7 separate regions of the Mus musculus genome follow, and regions 2, 3, 4, 5, 6 and 7 are each linked to region 1. Evidence: chromatin contacts called from public Micro-C, capture Hi-C and promoter capture Hi-C data. All regions are on one chromosome and are shown on one strand. The core of a region is the stretch at or near the end of the contact, and the rest is flanking DNA. Distances in the headings are between cores, read along the strand shown.

Evidence for each region. Promoter capture Hi-C pulls out the DNA fragments that hold promoters and counts their contacts. Hi-C and Micro-C count contacts between places; a contact is called where the count stands out from the background. Capture Hi-C pulls out chosen DNA fragments and counts their contacts.
Region 2: a contact with region 1 is called in a promoter capture Hi-C map of embryonic stem cells. The contact joins the promoter of Dpep2 here to the promoter of Hsd11b2 in region 1. A contact is called at or near these places in 9 of 39 promoter capture datasets (cranial neural crest, embryonic stem cells, hematopoietic stem and progenitor cells and 4 more) and 1 of 115 datasets of contacts at active chromatin or transcription factors (memory CD8 T cells).
Region 3: a capture Hi-C map of embryonic stem cells shows a contact between it and region 1, with 3 times the contacts expected there. The contact joins the promoter of Slc12a4 here to the promoter of Hsd11b2 in region 1. A contact is called at or near these places in 5 of 39 promoter capture datasets (cranial neural crest, embryonic stem cells, liver and 2 more), 1 of 115 datasets of contacts at active chromatin or transcription factors (memory CD8 T cells) and 3 of 9 other capture datasets (adipose tissue, embryonic stem cells and liver).
Region 4: a contact with region 1 is called in a promoter capture Hi-C map of liver. The contact joins the promoter of Psmb10 here to the promoter of Hsd11b2 in region 1. A contact is called at or near these places in 8 of 39 promoter capture datasets (the C10 cell line, cranial neural crest, embryonic stem cells and 4 more), 1 of 484 Hi-C or Micro-C datasets (the G1E-ER4 cell line), 2 of 115 datasets of contacts at active chromatin or transcription factors (large pre-B cells and pro-B cells) and 2 of 9 other capture datasets (adipose tissue and liver).
Region 5: a contact with region 1 is called in a promoter capture Hi-C map of hematopoietic stem and progenitor cells. The contact joins the promoter of Pskh1 here to the promoter of Hsd11b2 in region 1. A contact is called at or near these places in 3 of 39 promoter capture datasets (cranial neural crest, hematopoietic stem and progenitor cells and pre-B cells), 2 of 115 datasets of contacts at active chromatin or transcription factors (large pre-B cells and memory CD8 T cells) and 2 of 9 other capture datasets (adipose tissue and liver).
Region 6: a promoter capture Hi-C map of pre-B cells shows a contact between it and region 1, with 3 times the contacts expected there. The contact joins the promoter of Edc4 here to the promoter of Hsd11b2 in region 1. A contact is called at or near these places in 5 of 39 promoter capture datasets (cranial neural crest, liver, neural stem cells and 2 more), 3 of 115 datasets of contacts at active chromatin or transcription factors (embryonic limb bud, embryonic stem cells and large pre-B cells) and 1 of 9 other capture datasets (adipose tissue).
Region 7: a contact with region 1 is called in a Micro-C map of embryonic stem cells, with 2.4 times the contacts expected there. The contact joins the promoter of Cbfb here to the promoter of Hsd11b2 in region 1. A contact is called at or near these places in 2 of 39 promoter capture datasets (3T3-L1-derived adipocytes and stem cell-derived epiblast-like cells), 1 of 484 Hi-C or Micro-C datasets (embryonic stem cells), 1 of 115 datasets of contacts at active chromatin or transcription factors (memory CD8 T cells) and 1 of 9 other capture datasets (pancreatic islet).

What each region holds. Positions count from the first base shown.
Region 1 is chr8:105,516,967-105,521,080 of GRCm38.p6, forward strand. It overlaps Hsd11b2 (hydroxysteroid 11-beta dehydrogenase 2), which reads left to right and starts at 1,780. Exons shown (of 5, transcript NM_008289.2): 1 at 1,780-2,163. The coding sequence starts at 1,899.
Region 2 is chr8:105,989,627-105,993,740 of GRCm38.p6, forward strand. Dpep2 (dipeptidase 2) reads right to left here and starts at 2,147. Exons shown (of 11, transcript NM_001301204.1): 1 at 2,022-2,147; 2 at 970-1,284; 3 at 266-392. The coding sequence starts at 1,238.
Region 3 is chr8:105,964,117-105,968,230 of GRCm38.p6, forward strand. It overlaps Slc12a4 (solute carrier family 12, member 4), which reads right to left and starts at 1,999. Exons shown (of 24, transcript NM_009195.3): 1 at 1,809-1,999. The coding sequence starts at 1,923.
Region 4 is chr8:105,936,627-105,940,740 of GRCm38.p6, forward strand. Psmb10 (proteasome (prosome, macropain) subunit, beta type 10) reads right to left here and starts at 1,766. Exons shown (of 8, transcript NM_013640.3): 1 at 1,329-1,766; 2 at 1,053-1,140; 3 at 868-965; 4 at 615-755; 5 at 240-355; 6 at 70-128. The coding sequence starts at 1,384. It overlaps Lcat (lecithin cholesterol acyltransferase), which reads right to left. Exons shown (of 6, transcript NM_008490.2): 6 at 2,925-3,514. The coding sequence ends at 2,946.
Region 5 is chr8:105,898,599-105,902,712 of GRCm38.p6, forward strand. Pskh1 (protein serine kinase H1) reads left to right here and starts at 1,876. Exons shown (of 3, transcript NM_173432.2): 1 at 1,876-1,942.
Region 6 is chr8:105,878,756-105,882,869 of GRCm38.p6, forward strand. Edc4 (enhancer of mRNA decapping 4) reads left to right here and starts at 2,126. Exons shown (of 29, transcript NM_001301100.1): 1 at 2,126-2,403. The coding sequence starts at 2,322. Nutf2 (nuclear transport factor 2) reads left to right here. Exons shown (of 5, transcript NM_026532.4): 5 at 50-1,647. The coding sequence ends at 163.
Region 7 is chr8:105,168,656-105,172,769 of GRCm38.p6, forward strand. It overlaps Cbfb (core binding factor beta), which reads left to right and starts at 2,019. Exons shown (of 6, transcript NM_001161458.1): 1 at 2,019-2,398; 2 at 2,651-2,737. The coding sequence starts at 2,321. Gm22063 (a small nuclear RNA gene) reads left to right here and starts at 3,841; the gene lies at 3,841-3,947.

The DNA.
Region 1 (4,114 bases), core at 530-3,029:
CCTACCTTAGGGAAAGTACTTAAAGTGGCTGAGGCTGGAAAAACTGTAGCTGGATTCTAAGGAGGATAACTTAGTTAAAGCAAGGCATGTCATTCATTTCTTGACCTGGACAATTGACTCAGAACAACCGGAGTCAGTGGGTTTAGAAAAGGATTGTTTCTCTGAGTTCCTAGAAGCAAGAAGAGGAGACAGAAGCTATAGGAAGCACACGTAGCACATACACACTTATGTGCAAGCACACATAAGGTCATACATGACACAGGGCATAGAACCCCATAGACACAGATATAAAAGAACTCAAAGCCACACACCCAAGGTCAGGGACACACAGCTTACTCAGGCAAGTCCTGACACCCAGGCCAGGGTTCCACCATTGTCCATATTTATAGACAGAGGATGGGTGGATGGAAACACACGAGTGACTCTGAGTGGGGACAGAGGAGTGACTCTGAGTGGGGAACAGGGGTCTTCATGCAGAGTTCTTCCTCTCAAGAGAGTCTGGACACCAGCTCCTTCCCGAAGAGTTCACTGGCTCTTCAGGAACCCACACCCGGATGGAAGGGAGGGCTTTGAGTGTTTACATGAAACACTGGACCGGATTCTGGATACAGGGAAGAGAATGAACCGCAGGACAGAGAGCTGTGATAAGGAATCTATGACCCTCTCAGGACCTAGAAAGGATAGAGATGAGGAATGGGGAGGTGTGTGTGTCAAGGGGGGAAGGTCTGGGGGTTCACAGACGTAGGGATCTCCACAGCTCGGCTTTGCTCCTCGCTCTGCACTTAACCCCCAGTGCCTGCCAGAGCCCTGGCATGCATGTTAGGCACAGGTTGCCAGACACGGGGGTGGCGCAGGGTGCCAGGCCACACACAAACAAGGACCTTCATACACACAGGGAGGGAAATGCACCCACACACTACTTAATTCATCCCCTGGGGACTCAGTGTAGCAGATCAGGGACCACCCTGTCCTGACCCTTCTCCCAGGTCTTCCCATTAACTGGTTCCTGGGGAGGGGGTAGATGAAGCTAAAGAAAAAAGGAGACCTTGATGCCTTCATTGACCTTTCCATCTCTGTCTTTCTCTGTGTGTTTCTGTCTCTCTGTATGTATGTCTCTCTCCTCCTCCTCCTTCCTCTCCCTCCATCCCCAGTTCTAGACTATGGAAGAAAATGAAGTGAAACAGAACCCCCCTTCTCTCCTAGCTGTGGCTGAGAACTACCCAGGTGAGAGTGCACATTTGGGCGTGTGTACCAGGGACCTAAGGCCATGCCTGGCACTGCATGCGGGGGCGGGTGTGGCTGGCAGCAGACTCTGGCTGCTTCCATGCAGTGTTCTGGAAGTCATGGCAGTCACAGCCACAGCAATGTGGAATACTTGAATGAAAGTTGGTGGTGGTGGTGCTGATGTTGGTGGTATGTGTGTGTTAAGTATCCCTGAGGAAGCGTGAGCAGGATGTGCACTCCTGAGCTCGGAGGCTCAGAGTCCTTGGCATGCCAATAGGCGCACAGGAGTGAATGAGATGTAAGGCACAGGGTTGGGCAGACTGGCCCTTTCCCGGGCGAAGCTGGCGACTGACGGCTCCGCCTCATGCAACTTGGGGACTTTGTTCCGGCTTCTTCGAAAACGGATCTAGACAGGGGGGCTGGGCGGGGGGGCACCTGCCTGGCGTGGGGTGCTAAGATAGAAGTGGAGGAAAGCCCCACCCTAGCCCCGCCTTCGCACCGCCCCAACCCCGCCCCCAGGGCGCTTTATAAGCTGGGTCCGAGGACCCCGCAAAGAAAGCGAGTATCCCTCCCACCCCAGGCCGGTGTTCCTCTGCATTCCGTGTCCTAGCCTCGAGTCCCTCTCGGCGCTCCCCAACCAGGCCCCCGCCCCGCCCCAGCCCGGCCCCGAAGTCATGGAGCGCTGGCCTTGGCCGTCGGGCGGCGCCTGGCTGCTGGTGGCTGCCCGCGCGCTGCTGCAGCTGCTGCGCTCAGACCTGCGTCTGGGCCGCCCGTTGTTGGCGGCACTGGCCCTGCTGGCTGCTCTCGACTGGCTGTGCCAGCGCCTGCTGCCCCCGCCGGCGGCACTCGTGGTGCTGGCTGGTGCTGGCTGGATCGCGTTGTCCCGCCTAGCGCGCCCTCCTCGCCTGCCGGTGGCCACTCGCGCGGTGCTCATCACCGGTGAGTGTGCAGAGCGCAGGGACTCCAGGCTGGAGGGCGGGACCGCACACCTAGAGGGTTTCCCTTGGGCGCCATCAAGGGGAACTCCGCAGCTCAGACGTAAGAGTCCTTCTCTAAACGCAAGAAAGTGAGCCAAGTAGGAAGCTCCGGGCACCTCACCAAGTCTGGGTTAACTACCTGCGACCGCGAGGATTATTGGTGAGAAAGTAGAGAGTGGGCAGGTGCTCAAAGGAAACTAGTGACTGAAAGAGGAGAAACTTAGTTTATGCTGAGCTCCTTAAGAGATCAGGTGTGGAGCAGAAGACAGTACTTTAGGGGACTTCAGAAGACCCGAGACGGGGATAATGCCATCTCTTGAACTCTGCCTGACATCCCCCACATCACTAGAACACAGTATCTGCTATTCTCTGGGGGCAGAGTGCTTAGATGGTGAGTTCTGCTCCCCGACCTCCTCTGGCTGGAATCCTTGGAGTTCAGAACCGCCTGAGTTCACAGCAGCTGGAGAGTAGCTGCTTCTTAGATCCAGCTACCCACTGCCAAAACTGCAGCCGCCTGCAGTCTACACCTAACACCTCATCCTGCCCAGCCCTGGGTGCCCAGGAAAGGGTCCTCAGAGAGCTGGACTCAGGTGTCTCTAGTGCCTGCCTGTGCTTTCTTTGTCTGGAGCAGGGAATAAATCTGTCATCAGGAGGGAAGGGGAGGGGAGGGGGGCTGCAGACCCAGCAGGAAATGGGGAGGGGGAGGAAGGCCAGGGGGCATTGGTCCATTGCATGGGGGGAGGGGCAGCTGTTTCTCCCCCAACCACCATGGCTTCTTGGAGGTCTTGGTCCTTTATGGGTGGTCTGCATGATAGGATAGGGCCGGGAGACTTTAGGAGGAAATCCTTGAACTGGACCTTGGAGGGAGTTGGGTAGTGACAGGTGGAATCTGAAAGGTGTCTTGGATCCTAGAAAGGGCGTGAGACAAAGGTTTAAGACAGAAAGAAATAAGCACGGTTTGGGAAGGGGACAGTCAATAACCAGTCTGGCTGGGGGGGGGGGGGGATGTGAAGTTTCCTTGGGAGGAGACCCGAATGTCAGGTGAGAAACCAGATTGCACTAAGGTGATATGGCTTCGGAAGAGAGGGTGGAGGTTGAGTAGGACTCAGGTGATATGGAAGAGACTTCCAGAGTGAGTGTGAAGCCACGGCAAGCCCCCCCCCCCCCCCCCTTTCAGGAGCCTGAGGAAGGAAAGCTACTGAATTCCCTTGAAATGAAGCAGGGACTCGTTATAGGCTCTGCCTTCAAACATGGAACAGATCTCTTCCTGTCCTGTGTGAGCGGCTTTCACCAGATCCTATGCCACTTCAGGTTCTACTGATACAGCTGGGGCATCCTGAGATCTCACCTCAGGTCTTTGCTACTGGTCTAGTCTTGAGCCTGAGCAAGAGGTGAGAAGAGGGATGCTTTCTGTGCCCCAGGCTCCTTCCATCTCTGCAAACCTCAGTGTTTGGGAGAAGAGAATTTGGCCCCAGCCTACTCCCGTGTAAGCACTGGAAGTTGGCTTCTAGCTTCCTGATGCCTGAAAACTCTGGGGTTTTCCGAGTCACCACCAAGCAGCAAGAGCACTTAAGTGACCGGTTCTTGACCCACCTGCCAAGAACACTGCGCTTTCTGCCTACACTCATCCCTCCCCAAGAATGCCCAAGAATTGTTTGTCAAACCTAGGCCACAAGCTCAGCCATGCTGTCATGTCTGGGCTGTGTGACTTGGTACCTTGTGTGCATGCATTATGTATGTGTCTTCGTGCTGAAGGGAGACAGGGGTCAAGCTCGTGTGTGAACATGCAGGCAGGTTTACAGGTGAGCAAGAGGGTAAGGACCCCGGAGCTGAGTTTCTGGGAGGCTTTTAGTAAAGTTCTGTCTCCTCCAAAAGGAAGCAGAAGCAAGAGTGCATGTGTGTGCACACACACT
Region 2 (4,114 bases), core at 897-3,396, 470 kb after region 1:
ATAGGAGAGCTACCTTGGCCTTACAATGGACAGACTTGTGGGTTTAAAGGCCACATGTAATGAATCTGACCCATCTAGCCACAGGCTTATATTAGGGCTTTTTTTTTTTTTTTTTTTTTAATTTCTTTGTCACTATGGTAACTGAGTTCCCATCTGACTAAATTGTCATTTCTGGGGCACCAATTTCTTCAACCTTCCTCAGCAGCTCTCTCTCTGTGTGTGTGTGTGTGTGTGTGTGTGTGTGTGTGTGTGTGTGTGTGTGTACCTGGGCTCCCACCAAGCCATCTTTAAGCCTATCCAGGCTGGTCTGGCCATGGGTGAAGTTTCTCAGGTTAGCATCTTGTAGTCCATTCTGGTAAAATTGTCTCAGGACAAGAGGCATGTCATTGTGGCTGTAGAAGAGTCAAAAAAGAGGTTAGGTCAAACAAAATTGGCTGAGTACTTCTGCCTGTGATCCTAGCAGTCAGAAGGCTAAGGCAAGAGGATCATTTAAAGTTTCAGGACAGTCTAGTCTAGGCTACTTTTTCATTACGGATGGGTGTGAGCCACCATGTGGTTGCTGGGATTTGAACTTCAGACCTTCGGAAGAGCAGTCAGGTGCTCTTACCCACTGAGCCATCTCACCAGCCCAGTCTAGGCTACTTCTAATGAGCTCTGTAATAATCTGGACACACACACACACTGTGCCCCTTTGGTTTCCAAGTCTAGCAGAACGTATTTCTGACAGCTTCTCCCATCCTTACCATCGTTACCTAGACCATACTGAGATCCCCCAAAACCTGGGCTGGGCTGGGACTCCTCACTAGAGAAGTGATAGAAAGAGGTCACCCACTGCTGATAGGAGACAGCATCTAGGGGTGGGTAGTAGGAGAGGACCTTTATTAGTACAGCAGGCTCCGAACCCTCTGCACCCCAGGTGTATGTTCAACCCCGTTTCATTCTGGCCGCCCCCAAGCCATCCTTACACACCCATCTATAAGCGGGAACTCCTGCATCAGAGCTCTTGCGCGATCTCGCAGGTCTGGGAAATTGGGGTTGCCAGGAGTGGTTGGAATGCTGGAAATGTCGGGCTTGGTGAGTGCTCTGGGGATGCTTGATGTAGTGGAAGCACCAGAGAAGCCTGGTTTTGTCTGGGTCCATATTAGAGGCTGTGAAGGCCCTAACAGCAGCAGCACCAACAGGAACACTGAAAGCCCATGGCCAAGCACCCAATGACCCTTGAGGCCCGTGAGCGACATCTTGCTCAGGGCGGAGCAAGCCGGCACGGATGAGGGTCGCGAAAGCCTGAGAAGGACAGAAGGCAGTGATATAATCCTGAGCCTCAATTTAAGCCACGCACAGACCAGGTCTGGTGAGAAGAGGTTTGAGGTCACCAGATTCCAAACAGCCGCTGTACGGGAAAGAGGTGCATGACATCCGCCAGGGGGAGCTACAGACCTACTATCCCCGTCTTGAAGTGCACTTCCGTGGCCTGCTTCTGTCTAGGTTTCTTTTGTCCAATGTCCCCCCTGTTTACTGTTCCCAAGGGACCAACCCAGGTGATTCCTAGCTGCGACTAGGGACTGTTCTCCAAGAAAGTAGACCCGTGGTGTTTCTTTCACAGTGAAAGGGCCTCTAGCTCTTTGCAGACCACATCTTGTCCCTGACTACCTGCAGCCTTCCCTGACTTCTTCAAGGGACACAAGTACCGAGACACACTGACCTCTCCACCTTATCTACCATCCTCTGAAGACTCCAGCCAGCAACTGGGAACTATTAGGAACACACACCTGCATGCCCCAGCCCTATTCAAGGTGAGGACTGGTCTCCCTCCTCAGCAGATGCTGTGCCCACCCAGGACTCTCCTATTGATCATGTGAGGTAAGAAGAGAGTAAGCACCTGAGTGCTTCAGGGAAATACTTAGTAGCACAGGAACAAAAGTCTGTCAGCTAGAGAGATGGAAGGACATGGAATACCTTCCAGGGCAGCAGAGCCCCCCATCCCAGCACCTTCCTCCTGGGGCTGCAGGCTGACCTCCTACCTCAGTGTGGAAGCCAGGGCAGATGGATAAGCCCTCAGACCTGCTACTTGTGTCCAGCGGCTCCACGCCTGGTGTCTGAGGCTCTTGAGGCCAGAGCTCTCCCAGAAACCTCAAGGACTTAGTTCCTGTCCTTACAAGCCCCACCCTGTTTCCAGCCTGAGCCCTTACCCTCTCTGCTTTCTCCAGGATCAGCCCTGGCTTCATGCATGCACACACAGAACACAGACACCACACACACACATATAACACAGACACCACACATATAACACACACACAAACACATACCATACATGTACACATTTCCCCCCCCCCATACTACACACAAACACACACACACACACACACACACACACACACACTGGCCATGTATGTTTTTGTAGAAGTCCCATCCCTTAAGGCAGTTTCAGGGTCTATGCTTATACTCCATTAAAAAAACCTTTTCTGTTCTGACCCCTGGCCCCCACTGGAGAGGATCCAGTTTTTGCAACCTTCCTCAGGAGGCATGGGGACTTGGAGATGTCAAGAAACCCTCTTTCAAAAAGGAAATGGAGTCTGGACATGATAACATTTGTCCCAGAACTTGAAAGACATAAGCAAGTGTATCTCTGTGAGTTCAAGGCTAGCCTGGTCTACATAATGAGTAGGCCAGATAGAGTTACAGAGCGAGCCCTGTCTCAAATGAATAAATATATTTTGAATTTAAGAAGGAAATGAGCAAACTCTTCGATAAGGAGGCAGAAAATTTGGACTACCCAGGACGATGTATTTGTGTTTTCGGGACTGTACATTAGTGTGCGCTGCCTGTAGTAGTGCTATGCTAAAAGTAGCCAAGTCCTTGCCTGCTATAGCTAGTAAGTAAGTCCTTGCCTGCTATAGCTAGTAAGTAAGTCCTTGCCTGCTATAGCTAGTAAGTAGGTTTCATTGGTAGGCCCACTCTAGACCGCGTATTCCTTTGGGGCTGTGCTTCACACCAAGGTGTTCTTTGCTGGCTTCAGACCTGGCTCCTTTCCCTCCCCTCCCCCACTGCCACTTTCGTGCGGGCCAAGTTGACAAAGGGGAAGAGAAACTCTCAGGTTTTCCGGTCTCCCTGTCACCATTGTGGGTTTGAGGGTAAATATCACACTTGTTTTGTTTTTTTTTTTTTTTTTTTTTTTTTTTTTTTTTTTTTTGGTTTTAGAGCTTTATTATAGAAATGCAGGAGAAAGAGAGAAGGTAGAAAGGAAGAAAAGAGAGAGAGAGAAAGAGAGAGAGAAGAGAGGAAAGAAGAGAAAGAGAAAGAGAAAAGTGAGAGGAGAGGTAAGAGGACAAAGGAATAAGAGAGTGAGGTGCGGGCCGAGCACCCCGCTTGTTCTGTTCTTAATAAGCCCCAGGAAGTTGAAGGGTATAAAGAATACGGCTTGGAGAGAGAGAGAGAGAGAGCTTAGTGCTGAAGACACTGGCTGCTCCTCCAGAGCACCCGGGTTTGATTCCCAGACAAAATATCTATACACATAAATAGAATAAAATCTTGAAGAGAGGAAGGGAGAGAGAGAGGTGATGACTTAAAAGTATCTTCTTCATTGTTCCCTATCTTTTTTGAGGCAGGGTTTCACTGAACCTGAAGCTCATCACTTCAGCGACCCTGACTGGCCAGCAAGCCCAGAGATTCCACCCTCTCCCCCCCCTCCCCCCCTCCCCAGTTCAGGGTGAGAGGCTGCTGTGCCTGACTCTTTGCCTGTGTACCAGGGATCCACACTCAGGCCCACACGCTCATACGTCCTTACCAATAGAGCTAATTCTCCCGCCACTGCAACAGATTACAACATCTATTTACTTATTTCTTTGTGTGTCTACAGGTGTGGAGGTCAGAGAACTGGAAGGGCTTGGGTCTCTGCTCTCATCATGCATGTCTCAGAGACCAAGCTCAGAATGCCAAAGCTGGCAGCAAGCACCTTCACCTGCTGAGCTGCTGAGCATTTTGTTTCTTATGGTTTTTTTTTTAATTTTTAATTTTATTTTATTTTTTTGAGACAGGGTTTTTCTGTATAGCCCTGGCTGTTCTGGAACTCACTCTGTAGACCAGGCCGGCCTCAAACTCAGAAATCCACCTGCCT
Region 3 (4,114 bases), core at 749-3,248, 450 kb after region 1:
AGCCCTGACAGTAGGAAGTGATCTGGATGACCTTTCTGGTCCCTATGTACATGGAATCTACCTATAATGTCCTTCCATGACCTTCCCAGTCTGGCCACAGGCCATCTAGGTGAGCAGGCCTATGTATGCCCCTCAGAACAGAGGCGTGTGTGTGTGTGTGTGTGTGTGTGTGTGTGTGTGTGTGTTGTGGGGGGGATCCTAACAGAGCTAGGCCTAAGATAGTTCTGTGCTCTCTGATTCTTTGCTATATCTACAAAGAAGAAGCAAAATCACTCACCCGGATGCAGGGTGTCCCCCATGCCACAGACACACCACAATCTGGCCGAAAAGTAAATAGGAAGAGAAGAAGGGGGTGGGGTTGGGAGGAGCTGGCCTAGCCTGGAGGGATCTGGCAGGGCACAGCCAACAGCCAGCATAGCTCCAGGTTACTCCTATCAACCTGTGAGGGACCAAGGCGGAGCCAAAGAAAAGGCTCAGTACTGCCCATTGGTCCAGGCTAATCTCCAGGATGCAGTTCAGTACATCATCTAGGGACAGACATCCTTCCAGTCCCAGGGAAGGAGGGATATGGTTCCGACACCTTGGACCAGGCAAGGGGCAGCAGGGGATGTGGGATCTAGGGTTACTTACACACAGCTGTGAAACCTGACAAATCTCCGTGACATCTGCAGTCCATGCCCCTGGCCTGTATGTCCACATGGCAGGCAGGTCATTCAGTCACCGTTCACATGAAGCACAGACTACCCCTCAAGCATGTCACCATCACAGACCTATCAGATAGCCTCCGATACCATCACCAGACACAACACACATTTCCTACACCTTTCTATCACGGTCAGCCTCAGACATCACAGGCATTTGTTATCATAGCACCAGGCTCATCACTGGCAGCCTTCCTGGAAACAGTAGCCATAAGGACGTCCTGACCTGACCCTGTGATACTCAGCGACACACGTGCATTTACACATGCCTGGACAGCTATACAGACAGACACATATAACCAGGACCGTTCCCATTCCAAGTGTGAGGAGCCTCCGTGGGTGGAAGATGGAGAGATGGGGCACTGGAAGGGAGAAAGGGTTTACCTCTATAACCAGCCCTGATACCTAGGTTAAGGCACTACATTCTCATATCCGGGTTTGAATCCCACTGGAACAAGTTACATAACTCTTCCCCACCGCCCTTCACTCCTTCCTAAGTGCGAGTAACAGAACCTGTCCCATGGGGGAGGTTGGGAGGATTAAAGCGAGTTGCTTCATGTACAGTGCCTAGACAAGCCTGGCCCCGTGTGACTGCTCCCTAGGTGTCCATGATACGCACAGATCTACGTAGACCAAGGCCAACACAGGCTCTTCAGCGAGCACACCCTTTGCTCCTACCGGGCCAGTGTGCAAGGAGGCAGGGGTAGGGAAAGGACAAGAGAGGGGCGGTGAGTCATAGAGGAAGAGAGGGTGACACTCAAGAGGATGGGGGCGATTCACAGAAAGTGAGGAAGCTACAATCCAGGCTTCCATTGGACCCAGACCCGTGGCGCGTTCGGCGCCAGCCTAAGCAAGGCAGCCCGTTACCCGGCCTCCCAAGGCGGCCACGTCTGCAGCCCCCGCCCGCGGCCCTCGGGGGAGGAGCTGGGAGTGGGTGGAGGACGACCTAGCCCGGGAGTCCCGGACCAAAAAGACTCATCGGTCTGAGCGCGCAAGGAGCAAGAAAAGTGGAGTCCTGCATGGACGTCTGCGCGCGCGGTCCGAAGGCGCGAGTCCCGTGTAGATGCCCCCCGTCCCGGCCACAGCCCCCGCCGGGCGCACCCTCACCGTCCGAGTCTTCCCGCTCGGCGCGCTCGCCGTAGTCCACCCAACTGAGCCCCTCGAGGTTGTCATAGTCGCCGCGTCGCGGCCCGTCCACCGGCACCACGGTGAAGTGAGGCATCGCGCGCGCTTGGCCCGCGGTCCCGGCCTCCAGCCGGCAGTCCCCGCCGCCCCAGGCTGGCCCGCCCCGCCCGCTCGCATTCCACCCCGCTGCGCTCACTTCCTCCACCCGCCCCCCGGGCCGCCCCTCGGGGGCGGGGAGCAGGAGGGGCTCGGGTCGGCTCCTCCCCGAGGGGGGATGAGAGGACCCCGGGAACGAAGTACTCTAGCTGCTGGAGGGTAGGGTTCCTGTGTGTCTTTGGGTAAGGGGTTGCCCTCTCTGAGCCCCAAATGCGATACTTAATAAAGTGAGGGAAAGTATTTTAACTTTTAGGGGTATTATGATGGTGAGACGGGGCGCAGGGTGCACTGGCTCTGTTCCCTGAATCTAATTAGCTCTCAGTCACTTTTTGTTATTTAGCGGGAAAGCTAGCAGGACCTGGTCAATGTCACAGTGACCACCCCAAACCTCCTCAAGTCTTTCATCACCCTCACATACATACTCTTCCATAGCGGGAAAGCTAGCAGGACCTGGTCAATGTCACAGTGACCACCCCAAACCTCCTCAAGTCTTTCATCACCCTCACATACATACTCTTCCATTACCATCATTTCTCTCTAACGCTTCTCCAGGACTTTGGTAGCCTACGGTCTCTCCCTCAGTTCTGCTCGCTGCAGCCTCTCCCTTAGCAGGTGGTTGAAGATCGTATGCCCTTCCTAGAGGAGTCCGCTCCCTCCTCGCTAGAGGTTACACCGGCCCATCCCTCATCGACACTTTGGGATAGCCCAGTTATCTCATTTGAACTTGCTCCTTCATAACCTCACCTCCTGGAGGTTCCTGCACCCGAGTCCTTTCCTTTCTTGGTGCTAACTTCTTTCACACTCAGATAACTTACCTAGTCGCCTTGACTTGAGAATTTTTATCTTTCTGAGTTGTTCTTTTGGCCTCTTCCCCCACCCCACCCCGCTTCCTTCCTATCAGAAAGCTCCAGGGCTCATCTTTCTGCTCTATCTCCATTCTTTCTCCCTTTCTGGTGTAGCCTTTAGAATTTGGGCTGACTCTAGAATCCGCGCCCTCTGCTGCCACCCGCCAGCCCCAACTGCCTGGGTGGGCCGCTCGGCTAGGACCTCCCTGAAGCAGCTCAACAACTAACCCTTCCCAGTCAGCTCTTCCGGGCTGCAATCGGCCTCCCTCTCTTTCTGGCACCTTTAACTGCTTTCCAGCTGTGCGCGCGTGCTCTCGGCTCTGCATCTCCTATCCTGCACTCTCTGTATAGAAGGCTCACTGGTTACAAGCTTTTGTTGTTCTTGCCCCAGACCCAAGTTCAGTCCCCAGCACCCACATCAGGTAGCTTATGACTGCATATGTCTCTAGCTCCAGGGGATCTGATGCCCTCCAGCTCCCTCAGACTGTACCAGGGTTCACACACACACACACACACACACACACATTTAAATTTACCTTTAAAATTGAAAAATAAACTGAGCAAGAAGAAATATAATACAAGCTATGAGTAATAAATATTCCAAAAAAAGATACAAGGTATAACTAATAGCATTACCCCAGTCAGTCCAAAAATCAAAACCAAAGAAGCAAACAAACAAAAAAACAGGTGGGTGTCTACTGAGGAACAACACTTGAAGATCTTTGGACACACACACACACACACACACACAGAGGCCCCATCTTTTCTTCTCTTTCTTTTCTTTCTTTTTTTTAAGTTATTTTCTTTCTTTCTTTCTTTCTTTCTTTCTTTCTTTCTTTCTTTCTTCCTTCCTTCCTTCCTTCCTTCCCTTCCCTTCTTCTTCTTCTTCTTCTTCTTCTTCTTCTTCTTCTTCTTCTTCTTCTTCTTCTTCTTCTTCTTCTCCTCTCCTTCTCCTTCTCCTTCTCCTTCTCCTTCTCCTTCTCCTTCTTCTTCTTCTTTTTTGCTTTCCCCCCCCCCCCCAGAGAGTCTCACTATGTAGCCCTAGCTGGCTTTGATCTCTATGTAGACCAGGTTGCCCTCACAGGCAGTCCCTAGGTGCTAGAATAAAAGATGTGTGCCGCAATGCCTGGATGTTTTCTTGTTAATTATCGGTTTCCATGTGTGTCTGGGTGTGAGTATGTGTGTGTGCAGGTGCCCTGGAAGATCAAAGGTGTCAACTCCCCTGGAGCTGCAGTTACAGGTAGTTGTGAGTTATCTGATGTGCATCGGGAGCTGAACTCTGGTGCT
Region 4 (4,114 bases), core at 516-3,015, 420 kb after region 1:
TTTCTTATTTCTATACTTGGCTAGGGTTTTTCAGCACTCCCCGCCAGTGAGCATGAAGAAGTCGCTCACCGTCATGTTTGGCTGGAACCGGTCTTCCAACAGTGCCACGGCTGCACCCTGACCAGAGCCTGCAGGTGGGAAGGGGCATCCGAAGTCAGTTGTTAGCTGCGGAGGTACAAACCTTGAAGGTGGGGTTGCAGGAGCAGGATTCGTGTGATTTAAAGGGTGGAAGAGCTCACCAAGGGCAGTAAAGGGCAGACGGCTGTAGGAACCATGTGGGTGCACCTCGTAGAGCTGAGGTCCGTTCAAATCAACCCCGCCCACGACCAGTGATGCCCCCACGTGGCCTTGGTACCTGTGGAGGAGCAGGCAGGGTTAATGTTAGCAGACAGGCCCCGCCCATTACACTGCCTTTTGGTCTGAGTCCCACCCCTTCCTTTGGCCTGGCGTCCTGCAATTGACGCTGCCTCTTCCGGAACTCAGCTTGGTCTGTCTTCTTCCGGTCTCCCTGCAGGTCGCAGCCCCGCTCCCCCCCACTCCACGTCCCGCCTCCTGTCAACTCCACCCACCTGCAGATACCCCGTTTAGGGGTCATCTTAGCCCCACTTGCTCACCGGAAAAGCGTCTGGCGCAGGATACGGGTGACCGTGGCCACCCGAGGCTCACGGCCGGTGGACAGCGCATGTAGTTCCATCTTGGAAGCTGCCATCCGCGTAGTCATCTCAGTGTCCGCAGCTACTCCAGCCCCACAGCAGCTAAGGGACAAAGGGATGGTGGATGTGGACAGGGACGTGCAGGGACAAAGTAGGGAGTGAGCGACAGTGCAGCTTATGTTTGAATATGGGGACTGGTCCGGGGCATACTGACTAGATTTTAGGGGCGATGAAGTGGATCTTCTCGCAGCTTTTGTCCGCCACAACCGAATCGTTAGTGGCCCGCGTGTCCGCTCCCAGGATGACTCCATCCTGCAGAGGCAGAGCCCAGCCTTAATGCCCACCTGATCTCCGCAGTGGCTGCCCTTCTAGCCCTCCAGCCCTTATCACCCCGCTTACTCGGAACACAAGCCCCGCGATGGTAGTCCCGGTCTTGCGTGCATGAGGAACCCGAAGTCCCGGAAGGACGTGTTCCAAGGACGCATTCCTGGAAACATTGGGGTGACTCGCGTTTCAGTTCTGCATCAAGGGAGGGTCCCTGAACCGGTCCCCAAACCCATTTCTACTCATCTCCTGGCTTAAGCCCCTACTTGGTCACCCAACATAGGGTTCCCCCACTCCACCAATAAAACAAGGCACCAGCAGTTCGTGACTAGAACTCCACTCCCCTTTCACCTCTGGCAGTTCTCGAAAGAGAAGCCTCCTGTGGGTTCCACTGCCTGCTTCAGCATCTCGCAGGAAGGCCAAGTGAGAATGCGGGGGTCTCGATGAGTGGATCAGCCAGGGGGAGCAGAGGCGTCTGTCCTGGCTTCTGTGGGGTTTTTCCGGACGCTTCCTACTTTCGCTTTCACCCCCACCCTAGTTCAGAGGCTGTTGGCTGCTGTGTGCATCTTCTCTTTCACTTTCGTCTTTGCTGCTAGTCCCAGATAACTTGAGGAAGGGGCTATTACACTCCTTGCCAGACCTATGGTGCGCCTTAGATCCTCCATTCCCATCTCTGCTGACACCCCCTGAGCACTGCAGGCACATACATGTATTCAGGTAAAACACTCACACACATAACCCCTTAAAAGTAAGTAGAAATGAAGCCCTTGCAGGCTTAGTTATGTGTGTGAGTGAATGTGGTATGTGCATGCCACATGCCCACCAAGGTCAGAAGAGGGCATCAGATTCCCTGGAACTGAAGTTACAGATGATCATGAGCCACCATGTGGGCGTGCCACCACGTGGGCGTTGGGAACCAAACTCAGGTCCTCTCCAAGTGCAAAAAAATGCTCTTAACTTCTGAGTGCTTGCTCTCTCTCTCTCTCTAATGTCTCACATTAAATCTTCTTTAGATGAACTGTCTTTTCTTCAGATCCTAAACTTTTTTTTTGGGGGGGGGGGGCGCTTGAAAAACTGTTTTTCAGTGTAGTTGAGTGTAGCCCTGTCTGCCCTGGAATAAGCTCTGTAGACAAGGTTGGCCTGGATGAGAAGATTAAAGGCATGTGTACCACCACGTGGCCCTAATTTTTTAATTTTTTTATGGCTTATTTTATGTGCGTTGGTGTTTTGCCTGCATGTCTGTGTGAGGTGTCAGCTCCCCTAAAACTGGAGTTACAGACACTTGTGAGCAGCCATGTGGGTGCTGGGTATTGAACCAGGGTCCTCTGGAAAAACAGCTTCTTTCAACAGACGCTGAGCCATCTCTCTAGCCCCATTTATTTGTTTGTTTTTTCGAGACAGGTTTTCTCTGTATAGCTCCGGCTGTCATGGAATCCAAGTTCTTACATTAACAATCCCCAGCCCCAATATCTTAAATTCTATTTATTTGTTTGTGTTTTGGGGACAGAATCTCTGTGGTCTTGGCTGTCCTGGAACTGTGTGTATCAGAGTGGCCTACAGAGATCTGCCTGCCTCTGCCTCCCAAGTGTTGAGTTGAAGGCGTGCACCACCATGCTTTATTATAAATTTCTGTATCCAACCAGAACTCAAAAGTCGACTTCAAATCCTATTTCTCTGTGTCCCCATTCTAACAGCCATATACCCAGATCTGAATATTGTCCTGGGCCCCTAAGAAGGAAGCCACAGAGCAAGCTTCCTGAGCAGCTCAACTAGGACAATGAAAATCTATTTACATATCTCAAAGTCAGTCCAGTCTGGGGCCTTAGCAAAGCCCACTGAACCCCGTGTTCCCCTAAGCCCAGATCAAGCATGCATCAGCCAGGTGATGCAGGTTATCTAAGGAACCTAGTAGTGCCTTCCCCTTAACCCATAACAAACACCCTGCACTTATTTATAACAGCTAGGTCTTTATTCAGGGGGTGGGGGACTTGGGCTGGCAGCTGGCGACTTAGGAGTGCGGTAGGCACCCAGTAGGATGGCATTGATATGCTCCAGTGTCTTATTGCTGAAGACCATGTTGAGGTGATCTGTCTCGTTCATGGGCAGCAAATGTACGGGCTGCGACTGGCGGCCCTGCCACTGGCCACAGAGCTCAGTGCTGCGGGTGGCTACGGTGTCGTCCCCATCTTCATAGAGTGCAGCCACGGGGTCTTTGTAGGGGAAGTTGTGGTCATAGATGTAGGTGTGGGGTGTGGGTCTGCCCACACCGTAGAGACAATATACTTCTACACCAGGTGCGGGGAGGCGCTCCAGTAGGTCACGAGACTGAAGAAACATGTGCCAGCCTTCTTCAAAATGCAGATCTGTGAAAAAACGCTCAAAGTCTTGGACGGTGTAGTTGAAGTTTGGTGTGGAAATGAACACATGGTCTTCAGGCCACACGTGAGGGGCTGGGAGCATCCAGGGGGAAGTCGTGGTTATGCGCTGCTCCTCTTTCAGCTTTATGTTGGACAGGATGGGGATGCCCTGGTTGTCACCTAGGACAGGGGAGAACAAGGTGGGACAGGGAGCTGGGCCTGGTCCACAGTTTACCTCGGCAAAAGCACTCCACCTTGTTTCTGCCACAACCTGATCTTGATTCCAAAACACAGACAAGAGCAGGCCTGGTGTTCGGTTAAGTGCTCCGTATGCTTATTTGCGGGGGCTGGAGAGATGGCTCAGCGGTTAAGAGCACTACTGTTCTTATGAAGGTCCTGAGTTCAAATCCAACAACCACATGGTGGCTTACAACCATCTGTAATGGGATCTGATACCCTCTACTGGTGTGTCTGAAGACAGCTACAGTGTACTTACATATAAATAATAAATAAATCCTAAAAAAAATAAAAATAAGGGCTGGAGAGATGGCTCAGTGGTTAAGAGCACTGACTGCTCTTCCAAAGGTCCTGAGTTCAAATTCCAGCAACCACATGGTGGCTCACAACCATCTGTAATGAGATCTGATGCCCTCTTCTGGTGTGTCTGAAGACAGCTACAGTGTACTTAGATACAATAATAAATAAATCTTAAAAAAATAAAAATTAAAATAAATAAATAAAAGAGGCTATGCTGGTAAGACAGAGCTCAAACAGGGAAGA
Region 5 (4,114 bases), core at 626-3,125, 380 kb after region 1:
AAAGACTATAGATTTCTGAGTGTTATCAACTCTGGACTTCTATATTATTTTTTTATTGTGAGACTAAAATCATGATTACAATATGTTCATAGTAAATATAAGGATAGGAAATTCGTATGGAAAGGCTTGAGGGTGACATCTTCCCCGAGAATTCATATAACTGTGGAAATGTCAGAGCTGGATTTGATCCCAGATTTGGCCCCAAAATCAATGCTCCTTTTTTGTTGTTATTAAAATTATTTATTGGGCTGGTGAGATGGCACAGCAGTTAAGAGCATTGACTGCTCTTCCAGAGTTCATGAGTTCAAATCCCAACAACCACATGGTGGCTCACAACCATCCGTAATGACATCTGACGCCTCCTCCTGGTGTGTCTGAAGACAGCTACAGTGTACTTACATAAAAAAAATAAACCTTTAAAAATTATTTATTTATTCACTTTATCACCCCTTCCTTTCCTCTCAGTAATCAGTCACACAGGTCCTTCCCCCATCCACTTTCCCTGTCTCTTTTGAGAAGGGGAAGCCCTACTCTGGGTATCACCCCTCCTCATGCTGTTTTTTTTAGGCAAGGTCTCCCTGTGCAGCAGCCCTGGGTATCCTGTTGCTATAGACAGACCATGCAGGCCTTGAACTCAGAGGTCCCCCCTCTGCTTCCCAAATCACACCAGGCTGGGTTAAAGTTCATGTTTTTAGTAATCCCATAACCCTTTGAGAAACAAATTTCATTGCTGCCATTTTGAAAGATGGTCTTAATCTGTATCCCAAGAAAACTTATAACTTCTATAACCTGGCCTTTTTTTTTTTTTAAACCTCTCACTGCAATATCCCCTTAAATTCCTGAGTGCCAGGATTATAGGCATGTGGGAACACACTGATGAATTTTTTTATTGAGATAGGACCTTAATAAATACACCAGGCTAGCCTCAAACTAAAGTCTTTCTTGTTGCTGCTTCCAAAGTACTAGGATTACAGGCTAACGATGTTTTGTCTTTTTTAAAAAAGTAAAAGTTGTTTCAAAACCTAGTGTGTTAGTACAAAAAAAAAAATCTTTATTTTTTTAATTAATTAATTTTTTGTTTTTTTTTCAAGACAGGGTTTCTCTGTATAGCCTTGGCTGTCCTGGAAGTCACTTTGTAGATCAGGCTGGCCTCGAACTCAGAAATCTGCCTGCCTCTGCCTCCCGAGTGCTAGGATTAAAGACGTGTGCCCCCACGTCCAGCTTCTTTGTTTATTTTTGAGACAGGTTTCTCTGTAATAGCCCTGACTGTCCTGGAACTAGCTTTGTAGACCACACTGGCTTGGAACTCAGAGATCCTCCTGCCTGAGTGCTGAGATTAAAGGAATGTGCCCACCATGTCAAGCTTGGTAACAATCTTTTTTATTCGTTATTTTATTTTATAAATCTCGTGATTCATTTGTGTTTGCATCAATACATTAACAATCTTTTTTACTTTTTATTTTATGTTATAAATCTCGTGATTCATTTGTTTTTGCATCAATACATTAAAAAAAATTAGCCCTGGCGTGATGACACACTCCCTTGCCCTTCAAGAACTCCTTCATCTATAGAAGAATCTTGCCATTTTTTTTCCATTTCTCTCGGTCATTACCTTTCCCAGAACTTTTCCCTCCACAAATGGCTCCCCAGCGGTGTCTAGCGGCAAACAGACCCACCCCTGGAAAAGAGCTCTGCTCCGCCCCGAAGACGTTGATTGGCAGGCACTCCGAACCCCCCCCCCCCCCTACACACACTTGCGTTCGCGTCTGGAGGCTCCGCCTCCCTTCCGTCCCTTGGCCGCCCAAGTTTGTTTTGGCGTCAGGCGCGCGCAGTAATGACGCCACCACGCTGACGCGGGAGGATGGCGGCGGCGCCCGTGGCCTGGGCTGGGAGACGGTGGGCTGAGCCGCCGAGACTCCGGAGAGCCCGCCGCCCGCGCGAGGTGAGGCCTTCCGGCTCGGGGCTTCGGCCTGACCGGCGTGAGGGGCCTGCGAGTTCAGCCGCGGGCGCAGCCAGGGCCTGGCGCGACTCCGAGCCCTCGGTCCCCGTGCACTGGGGCCTGTGGGCTGGGGAGCAGGCCGGGCTGTGGCTACCCGCGGTCCCCAGGCATGGCCTCGAAACCTCCTGCCGCGTTAGGCCCGATGGACTTGGTCATCTGCCTGTCTGTGGCCCAGCCGTCCCGCGTCCAGCGCGGGTCAGGTTGATCTAACCTTGTTGTGTGCGGCGCCTACTCCACACCCTTCCCTTGCGACTGAACGCCAGGGTCCTGCGGGGGCCATCGATCGCTTCCATGTACTGGCTGGAAAAAGGGCCAGAGTCCAGCTGGGTCGCTTGCAAGGCAAACCTGTCATACTTATAAGGAGAGCCCCGCTCAGTCCTCTGAAGCTGCTGCGTGTATAATTCGCACCAGAAAAATCACTCGTTAAAATTGCCTCCTTAGTCACTGTAGGGAAAAACTAAACCTTGTAGCCTGCAGCATTCAAAGCTTATCATAATCGGATGTGGCCTACCTAGCCCTGCAGAGAACGCCTGGGCACGTCTGTACTGCGATTATGTAGTGTTTTGTTGAGGCATGTGAGCCTCCTATTAACTCTGTGGTTTCATACCCTCGAGGTTCAGATAGCTGCTTTCTCGGTTTGTGAAACTTCCGTTCATTTCCACCCTCACTCACCAGTAGAGGAAATTAACCTGTGTCTTTTTGAATCTATCACCAATGTCTTTTCCTTGGAAAACTGTCTCCTGCGTTCACACAGTAGTAGTGTTTAGTTAAAGCTATCGGGACACTGACTTGAATAGATACAGATTAAGCCTTGGGGGAACATCTGTCATGGCCAGCATTTTGAGATAGTCACAGCAAACAGTGACATCTTGAAGTATTTTTTTTCAAGATACAAATTCAAGAGTTTTACTCTTCTCTAGATGTGGTAGACTACACTTCCGATCAATAAGGGCTAGTTTAGGCTACATAGTACATTTAGGACGAACCTGGGCTATATGAGACCCCGTCTCAAAAACAAAATACTCCAAAGCCCTGGTTTGGTGGTGCATGCCTGTGATCACCGCACTCCTGAGAGAGAAGCAGGAGGATGCCCAAAAGTTAAAGGACAGTCTGATATAGTGAGGCTGTCTTGGGGGTGGGGTGGGGGGAGTCTTCACTTTATTTTTCTGCTGATTTCGTTGATGGAAATTGAACTCAGGGCCTGAACCCTTTTCACTTAGCTACATGGTCAGCTTACAATGTATGGTAGCTTAAATGCTGTAACCCCAGCATTTGCGAAGCAGAAGGAGCAGGATTACCATGGTACTTGAGATGATCCCAGACTGCATATCGAGTACCAAGTCAGCCAGGACTACAGAGTGAGACCCTGTCTCATGAAGCAAAACAAAAAATAAGAAAGAAACAAGATATGAGGTAGAAATCTGTGCTTTTAAAGTTTTTTTTAAGTCTCCTTCCTCCCCCTGTACAGTGATTGATCCTGGGCATTTTGCATTCTAACAACTGAGCTGTGTCCCCTTTTCAGAAAATTGTGAAAATGATGCAGTCAGGGCATAGTTGTGCACACCTGTAATTCCAGCATTTAAGAGACTGAGGCAGGAGGATTGCTCTAAGTTTGAGGTCAGTCCTGCTTCTATAGTGAGTTCATCAGTCAGTGTAGCCTGGGCTACAGAGTGAGACCCTGTCTTGAAATTAAGAAAGCAAAGCTAATGATATTACTGTACTTCTTGGATGAAGATTTGTGCTATTGCCCCTGGAAGCTACTGGCCTTGTAGACTCCTGTTATGGATCGTTGCCCATACCTTGGAAAGACTTTGAAAGATCTAAATATATGCCAATAATGTTCTATTGAGGTACACCCCTAGCCCCAGAAAACTTCCCTGTCCATCTGTCTATCTCCCTGTGTGTATGTGTGTGCTCACTCGTGTCGGTGAGTAGGTAGGTAGGTTGGAGACAGTTTGTGAGAGTTGGTTCTCCTGTTGGTTCTAGATAGAATCGGGGGTCAGTCTTGACAGCAGGTGCTTTTGCCACTGAGCTCTCTTGCCAGCCACATCATGGTTGATGTTTTTGGTTTGGATCTAATCAAGACTAATACCACTGAGGTAGAACCCTGGCCAT
Region 6 (4,114 bases), core at 876-3,375, 360 kb after region 1:
TCCGTTCCTTAGCCCCTTCACTGAATCTGTTCTTTCTCCCTTCGTACAGGCTGATGAAGATCCCATCATGGGTTTCCACCAGATGTTTCTATTAAAGAACATCAACGATGCTTGGGTTTGCACCAATGACATGTTCAGGCTTGCCCTGCACAACTTCGGCTGACCTCCTCCTGGCCACAGTCACGCTGTTTCCTCCTCCCTCTTCCCAATCCTAGCTCACTCCTCCAGATGCTCCAAATATCATACACAAACGAGCAGGGCCGAGGCGGGAGCGGGTGCAGGGCGCTTCTGTCACCACGGTGTTGTGCATGATGTTTGGATGCTAGACTAGTCGCATCTGACAGGAAGTTTGTGTTGTACCAGCGCATGCCTTGGAAAGACTTAAGTAATGCAAACGATTGTCGGGTTTTGTTTTTGTTTTATTTTTTGTTTTGTTTTGTTTTTTTAATCTACTGACAAGTTGCTCTAGTAACCCAAAGAAGTGAAGGAGAAAGCAGCTGCCTCACCAACCGCCCAGATATTGATTTGTTCAGATGTTTCAATGCCTCATGATACAATAAAACCACAAAAATTTTCTTAACAGTTTAAATTGTTTTAATTAGTTAAGTAGTTGGCTGGGCATCAACAGTTCCAGCCCATTGTCTCACTTTCCCCACCCCCATCTGCCTCACCTCAACAGAACCTACTGCAAGGAGCAGATTCACTCAAGTGGCTAAGCTCGCATGTCTGCGGGCCGGGGCAGAGTTCTCTCCAGCCCCAGGGTTTTGGAACGCAGGCCTGGCCTGAAGCTTCTCTTGGACTGAAGGCTCTTCAGTCAGCTCTGTCTGATACCACCTGTGGCCTCTGCTCTGTAGATTTGGGTCTAGTAGCAGGGTAGATATTCTGTAGCAGCTAGAAAGGCCTTAGCAAATATGGCTTCCCATATTTATACCCTCTGGGTTGAAGTCCTAAATGTAGGGGCCTGCTCTATACCCAAAATAAGTGACATGCAGATGCCCACATTCCCCAAGCAAAGCGAGAGATGCTGTGCTGCCTGCTTGGGATATCAGAGCCAGGCGCCATTAGGTGGAGTATAAATTCCACACTGGAAGGAAGCAGTGTGAAGGAGTGCTCTAACTCTCCCCTCAAGACCTGTGCAGGGCATTTACACACCATCTTCCTACTTTCCACATACCCCATACACTCTTCAAATCCCAGGAAATCTTAACTAGTATGGCAGTTTCTGCCCTGTTTCTTAGTCTGGGCACAGGTCTTGCTCAGTACCGATATAGCTTTTCATCCTTGAGACCTCTGGATAGTATAAAGCTACTAAAATAGCAACTGCAAGCTAGAACCAAGCCCAGGATTTGGGGTTTAGGATTGGCTAGGCACACCTGAACATGCCCTTCTCCCTGCTCTCCTGCATTGTGAGGGGAGAGTAAAGATTTCCACATACTCCACAGGTTGCCTGGTTAGACCAGCATAGTCCTGGACGCTACACAGAAGGTTCCAGTGGGATTGATCTCTAGCTGCTGTGTATTGGGGGAAGTAGGGGTGGGAGAGAGGTAGATGCCAGCTGCCTCTTAATCCACCCTGTATAAAATCTGCAATACAGCTTCTTCCATGTACCTGTGCCTGAAATGTCTGCAATAAAGAGGTGTTTGTAAACTATGGTCTCTTTATTCCTAACGTGAAGTTACCGTGTGGGACAAGGGGTTACTGGGGACAGTTGGTAACAATGACAGTTTTGGGGGTAGAAACTATCTCCCTTGCCCTTGCATCTCCTGGGGCTAATGACCTCGAAGATGTCTTGGTCTTGCTTACTCCTAAGCGGGGGAACAGACCCTTACCAGTTCACCTTATTTAAGGTCTGAAAAGTTACTACCTGAGTGGTAAAGTTGGCTTTGTTGTACCATTATCCAGTTCATCAGAATGGCCTAGGACCTGGGTTAGATCTCCAGAGATGGTAGGGTTTTAGGCAGTCCAATGCTGAGTACATTTACTCTTTCTCAGTCTTGTGAAGTTTAGCCACTACTGGGCTAGCCAGGAGCAAGCAGCCTACGGAGGCTGCCTCTGATAGGAACTGGGGCTCCTTGAGCTCGGAACCTTTCTTCTGCGGTAGTTGTAGGTTCCGGGAGCGAAGGTCAGTGGGACCGGAAGTGGAGGCGGTTGGTGGGGTTGGCAGGGCTCACGGACGCAGTCCGGGCGGCGGTTTGCGAACTGCGGCTAGGTTTTGTGTAGTGCTCTGTCTCCTCTCTAGCGGGGTCGTGGCTGGGCGAAATTGGACACTGCGGAGGTAGAGGAACTAACGTCGGGCGAGCAGGACTCTCGTGGCTGGGCCCATGGCCTCCTGCGCGAGCATCGACATTGAGGACGCCACGCAGCATCTGCGGGACATACTCAAACTGGACCGGCCCGCCGGAGGTGAGCCGGGATGGGGTGTGTAGGCTCTTAGCGAAGTGGTGGACGTATGGCGTGGATCTGAACCGTTTTCGGGTGCCATAGGCTCCATTAGCCAGACTCGGGATCCTCCGGTTTGATTGCGGAGGACAGGAATTGGAGTCATGGATGATCCCTGGGTATATCCAGAGAATGGCGCAGACCCCTGGGTGTTACCCCTCCCCATCCTATGCCAGACCATTCTGCCTTGTTCTTAAGTGTTTTGGCTGAAGGTATGGCGCTCTCCTCGGAATCCACTCAATCCATCTGGTTTCCTTGCCTCCAAATTTCAGTGCTTTGAGAACTGGCCCCGTATCCCTCCTCGCCAGGGTTCAGAGGCCTGGTGCAGTGTCGGTTTAGCGAGTTCTAGGCCTAGAATTAAGTGATCTGCTGAAGAGCCTCTGTGCCCACCCTGCAACTTGGCTTCCCCCCAAAAGTGTATACTCCCAGGCCAGGTGTTGCTCTGAAAACGATTTTCTGGCAAAAGGTGGACAACCCCAAAAGCATGTTTCTCCTGGATTGAAGGCAGATCACAGACAGGCTCTGATGAGGTTAGATTAGGTTCCAAACGTCAGCAAGCCCATATGTTCCCAATTCATTCGAGTTTTACTTAGGCTCCCAGTATCCTCCTTGGGGCTACTCTTCCCAGATGAGAGTTCCCAGGACAGAAGGCCACCAGCATTGTAATATAATGTTATTGTAAAAGGATGGTCAGGGTACTTTGATGGGAATGGGGAAATAACGGTGAGGGAGATAGAGGGCTGGTTTGAGAGGAGACTGTTAGGGCTAGTTTGGATACTATAGACAGGAGATTGAATACCAGGAAAAGTCCTCGAGGCACTTATGTGGAAGACACATATTACAAAAAGGAAATAGTATGTATAAAAATGAGATGTTTCCGTGCGATTCAGAGACGTTTGAACATTGAGGTGGTTGACCAGAGATAATGGTGTACATACTGAGAAGTGATTCTTTTCTCACACCTTTTATGCCTGCTGGTGGAACCCAGACTGCTAAAGCGGGCACTTGTACTCTCCAGTGGGTTCAGCTGAGACAGCCACAGATAATCCGTTTGCTGTCTGAGCCTCCTGGGCTTGTGCTTTCAGGGTGTGCTCCCTTGACTCATGAGGCGGTTAGTGCCTCTGATGCCCACGGTCAGCTGAGCAGACAACTGTGTACAGACTTTGTAGAGCCTGGCATGATTAGCTGTGTAGCCTAGGCCTTTTTATCCTCACCATAGACGGCTAGGAAGGGAGAGTAGCCAGCTCATCCCTGAGCAGCTAGAGTGGTTCTAGTCCTAGTGAGAGAGAAAGGGTCTTTCCATGTAATTCTTTTGTTTGGTGACCGGCACTTGATTTTTTGGTTGTTGTTGGTTTGGGTGTTCGTTTGTTTTTTAGGATAGGGTTTCTCTCTTTAGCCCCGGATGTCCTGGAACTTGCTCAGTGTAGTTTGTATAGGCTGGCCTCAAACTCAGAGATCTCCAGAGTGCTGAGATCAAAGGTGTGCACCGCTGCTGTCCAGCTGATGGTTTTCTTTTCAAGTAGCTTCTGCCTGTCTCTTCCTCGAAGGACTTATCAGACCTAAGACTGTCTTATGACTGAAAACTTGGTCTTTTCCTGAAGTGCCTTCTTGCTAGCGAGTTTGGGAAGTGGTATCTGAATTAGGGAGTTTTTAAACTTAGCCAAGAAGCCAAGCA
Region 7 (4,114 bases), core at 769-3,268, 350 kb before region 1:
AAAAATAATAGATAAATAAATGAATGACTAAGTGAAAAGATGGTAAAATAGCTGAAGATCCATCGATAGAAGTTGTTGGCATCCATTCATGCACCTAATCTGTTCTATAGGCTTGGGGTGGGATGGAGGGTGCCTGCCCCAAGAAGGAGATAATTCCATATTTGCTAATGGAAGGAGTATGTCTTTTAAAACCATCAACCTAATCACCTCCTTCCTCCTTTTTTGATTCTCTTTTTTGGCACAGGTCCTCGGCTCAAGAAATCTTCCCACCTCGGTGGCCAAAGTCGCTGGCACTGTAAGTACGTGCTGCTTACAAATTTCACTGCTAAAACCCCTGACCATGAAGGCTGGGACTGCAGCTCAGTGGTAAAGCGCTTGATGAGGTGAATCCCTGGGTTTGAACTGCACCGCCTAGACTGTGGTGGTTTGAGTGAGAAATGGCCCTCCCGTAGGCTCAGATGTTAGAATACTTAATCCCCTGTGATGGCACTGTTGAGGTGTGGCCTTGCTGGAGGAAATGTGTCCCCAGGGCCATCTTTGAGGTTTCAAAGCCACTGGCATTCCTAAATCTTATTCTGCTTTCTGATTAAAGATGTGAGCCCTCAGTTTCCTGCCTCTGTCACCATGCTCCACCGTTCAGGGATTCTAACCCTCTGGAGTGGTAAGCTCACACAAACTCTTCTTATAACGTGCCTTGGACATGGTGTTTTATCATGGCAGTATGTTTTACTCAAAACACACACACACACACACACACACACACACACACACACACACCACTCCCACCAACAAACCTTTAATTTTGGGTAATCAACTCTCCAGACTTCAGTTAAGATGATTAACCCTCCTAGTTTGTTAGGGACTGAGCAGCTTCAGAAGGCTTGGGGGGCGGGGGGAGGTCATTGCTAAAAATGAGAGCTGTCTATGGCAAACTAGGACAGTTCCTTACCCACGTTTAGGTCCCTATCTAATAAATGAGATTGGGCTGGACTAGCAGTGAAATTCTGCCAAAATCTGTATTCAAGCAGGCATTAACAACTGACCTCAGAACTGATTCCAGTGACTTATGAGTATCTTTTCACAATCCTTAGCATCTGGCCAGCTGCTGCCAAGAGTTGGCACTTACCTGCCATCCTTGAACTGAACTTTTAACAAACTGCGATTTTTAAGGATCAGAGTTTATTGAGGGTCAGCTTTAGCTCAAGCTCTGCTGCAAACCCCGAGTCTGGTTTTCTTCTGCTCTGGTAAGTTCTCTAGAACTTGCAGATCTTGGATTTTTTTTTTTTTTTCTTGTTTGATTGCACATTTGGGTAAAAATATGGACTGGCAACCGGTTACATATAATTAAGATAGTTTTCCTTTAAATGATGTGCTAGATCTACATAAACACTCTCCTACTAACGCCATGAACTTATGAGTGTGCATTTTAGAAATTACTAATCTGAGACTTACTGGTCTGGTACTTGTCTAAACCTTGTCTGCAGGCAGAGCTACACGGAATCCTAAGGCCAACCCCGTTTCAATAGCCACCACCTTTTTACACCATGATTTGGTTAGATGCTTACTTCCACCTTTCAGTGCACAGTCCACATCCCTCCCTGTATGCAAAGTCCTCTAAGATTTAGGTTTCCTTGAATTCAAGTGGCCCTTCTGGGGGTGACTCTGCGTGGCTGGCTGGGGAGCCAAGAAGTTCCAGATCGCTCACAAAGGGCCAAAAAAAAAAAAAAAAAGGTCTGCGGGTCCGCTTCTAGTTGCTAAGAGAGGGGCGGATCCCTTCTGGGCGGGTTGTTCGCAGAGAAGCCCGCGGACAGGCAAGGGGAAGTGCTGAGGAAGGAGCAGGGTTTCACTGCAACCCAGCGGCCCCGCAAGCGGGTGGGTGGCGCATGCGCGGCGCGGGTCGTGGAGTTGTGAATGGTGCGTCTTGTTTGCTAGAGTTTGAGGCGGGCGGGCGCGCGAGGAGGAGAAGGAGGAGGAGGAGGGGTGGGGCCGGCGCGGGGCGGGAGAGCGAGGAGGGCGGCGAGAGGAAGTGGCGGCCGCAGCCGGGGGAGGCTGGAAGCTGTGTCTGCGCGGGCGGGCGGGAGGGAGGACGGCCGGCAACGGCTGAGGCGGGCGGCGGTAGCGTGGGTTGGGCTCCAAGCACACGGCCGCACCTCAGCCTCCCTGGAGCGGGAGGCCACGCGGGCGGGCTCCTGAAACAAAGAGAAGCGGGAGTCCGGGTGCCGCGGGTGGGCGGTCAAGGCGGTCAGCACCGGAGCCCGCCAGCGGGTGCCCGCGCGAGCCTGGGGAGCGCGGCCGGCCGGCGCGGCCTGAGGGCGGGAAGATGCCGCGCGTCGTCCCGGACCAGAGGAGCAAGTTCGAGAACGAGGAGTTCTTCAGGAAGCTGAGCCGCGAGTGCGAGGTGAGGCGGTTGGGGAGGCGCGGAGGCCTCGGCGCGCCCCGAGTGGGCCCGGGGAGGAGAAAAGTTTGAGCGGCTCGGTTGCCGGGAAGCCCCCGGGACGGCGCGCCGGCCGAGGGGGAATCTCGCCCCGGCAAGCAGTCCGCCCACAGGCTCTGCTTGCCCTTATCGGAGCCGCGGGGAGCGGGCGGGCGGGCCGGCGGGTGCCGCCGCGGATTTGACTCCTGATTTCGGGGCCGTCTCTCTGCCTTGCAGATTAAGTACACGGGCTTCAGGGACCGGCCCCACGAGGAGCGCCAGACACGCTTCCAGAACGCCTGCCGCGACGGTCGCTCGGAGATCGTAAGTCGCCGGGGAGGGACCCCCCCACCCTACCCCCGGTGCGCGCGGGGAGGCCGCGGGGACCCAGGCGCGCGCCAGTCACTTGTTGCGCGCGGCCCCGGGCGTGTTCCGGACGGCGCCGCGGACGCTGCGGCTCCCGGAACTGAGCCGGGGGCGCAGGCTCACTTCCTTAGTCCGGATTCGAAAAGCAAGAAAGAGGCAGATGCTGGCGGGGCGGCTCGGCTCGGCCCTCGGGCGGACCCGCCTTCTCCTTGGCCCGCCGCGATGGTTCGGTTCGTGGGATGGTTTGCGTGTCCTAGTGCCGGCTCGGCAATCCGAGCGGAGCTCCAACCGGAGCTTGGCGGAGGTTGTCGCCTAGGCTGTGACCTCCGCCAGACATCGGGGTGCTTGTAGGAAGGATACAGCCCTACGTGTAAAGAATCATTGGAGGGGGATCAGCGATAGGCTTGTTTCTGAGAAGCGAGATTGGTAAATCTATATGAGAAGCTATCTCCCAGTACAGCCGAGAGTAAATCTATTCCACTTATCTGTTGTCCTAATAGAAGAGAGAGACTGTCCTAATAGAAGAGAGAGACGAGAGAAAGGGCCCCAGTGGATGAACAATTTTCTTTTCTTAAAATGTTAAGAATCCGAAAGAAATCTATATTTTCCTTTTTCTAACCTCGATGTGCCTGTCTGAGTATTGGAGTTGCTAAAGAATTGCCTGGTGCTACACAGACAAATCCCATAGTTCATCTAGAGGTTCCTGTTTTATATTTGAAGACTGCTATGGACTCGGCAAGTCCTGGGTTGAAAAATATCGAAGTGATCTAGTTCCTCTCTTGCCTCTTCGTTATCCTCCTTAGAGGTGTTGGTTAGGAAGCAACGAAAAGAAGAACTGTAGGAAAGAGATTTTTTTTGGTTGGGTGGTTTTTGTTTTGTTTTGTTTTAAACTGAAGCACTGTGTAATGAAATCCTAATATTTGCTCAAGTGACAGACCCATTGCCTTAGCCCAAACTTTAAGTAAAGGTACAATTTGAATACAGGTTAACAGTATAAGGCTGTTGGTGAATGTCGCTTTTTTTTTTAATTGAGATGTAGTTCGTATAACAATGAACAACTTGTGCTCGCTTCGGCAGCACATATACTAAAATTGGAACGATACAGAGAAGATTAGCATGGCCCCTGCGCAAGGATGACACGCAAATTCGTGAAGCGTTACATATTTTTAAACTTTATATGCCCCAGAACAGGGGAACGCCAGGGCCAAAAAGGGGGAGTGGGCGGGTAGGGGAGTGGGGGTGGGTGGGTATGGGGGACTTTTGGTATAGCATTGGAAATGTAAATGAGCTAAATACCTAATAAAAAATGGAAAGGAAAAAAAAAAAAACAATGAA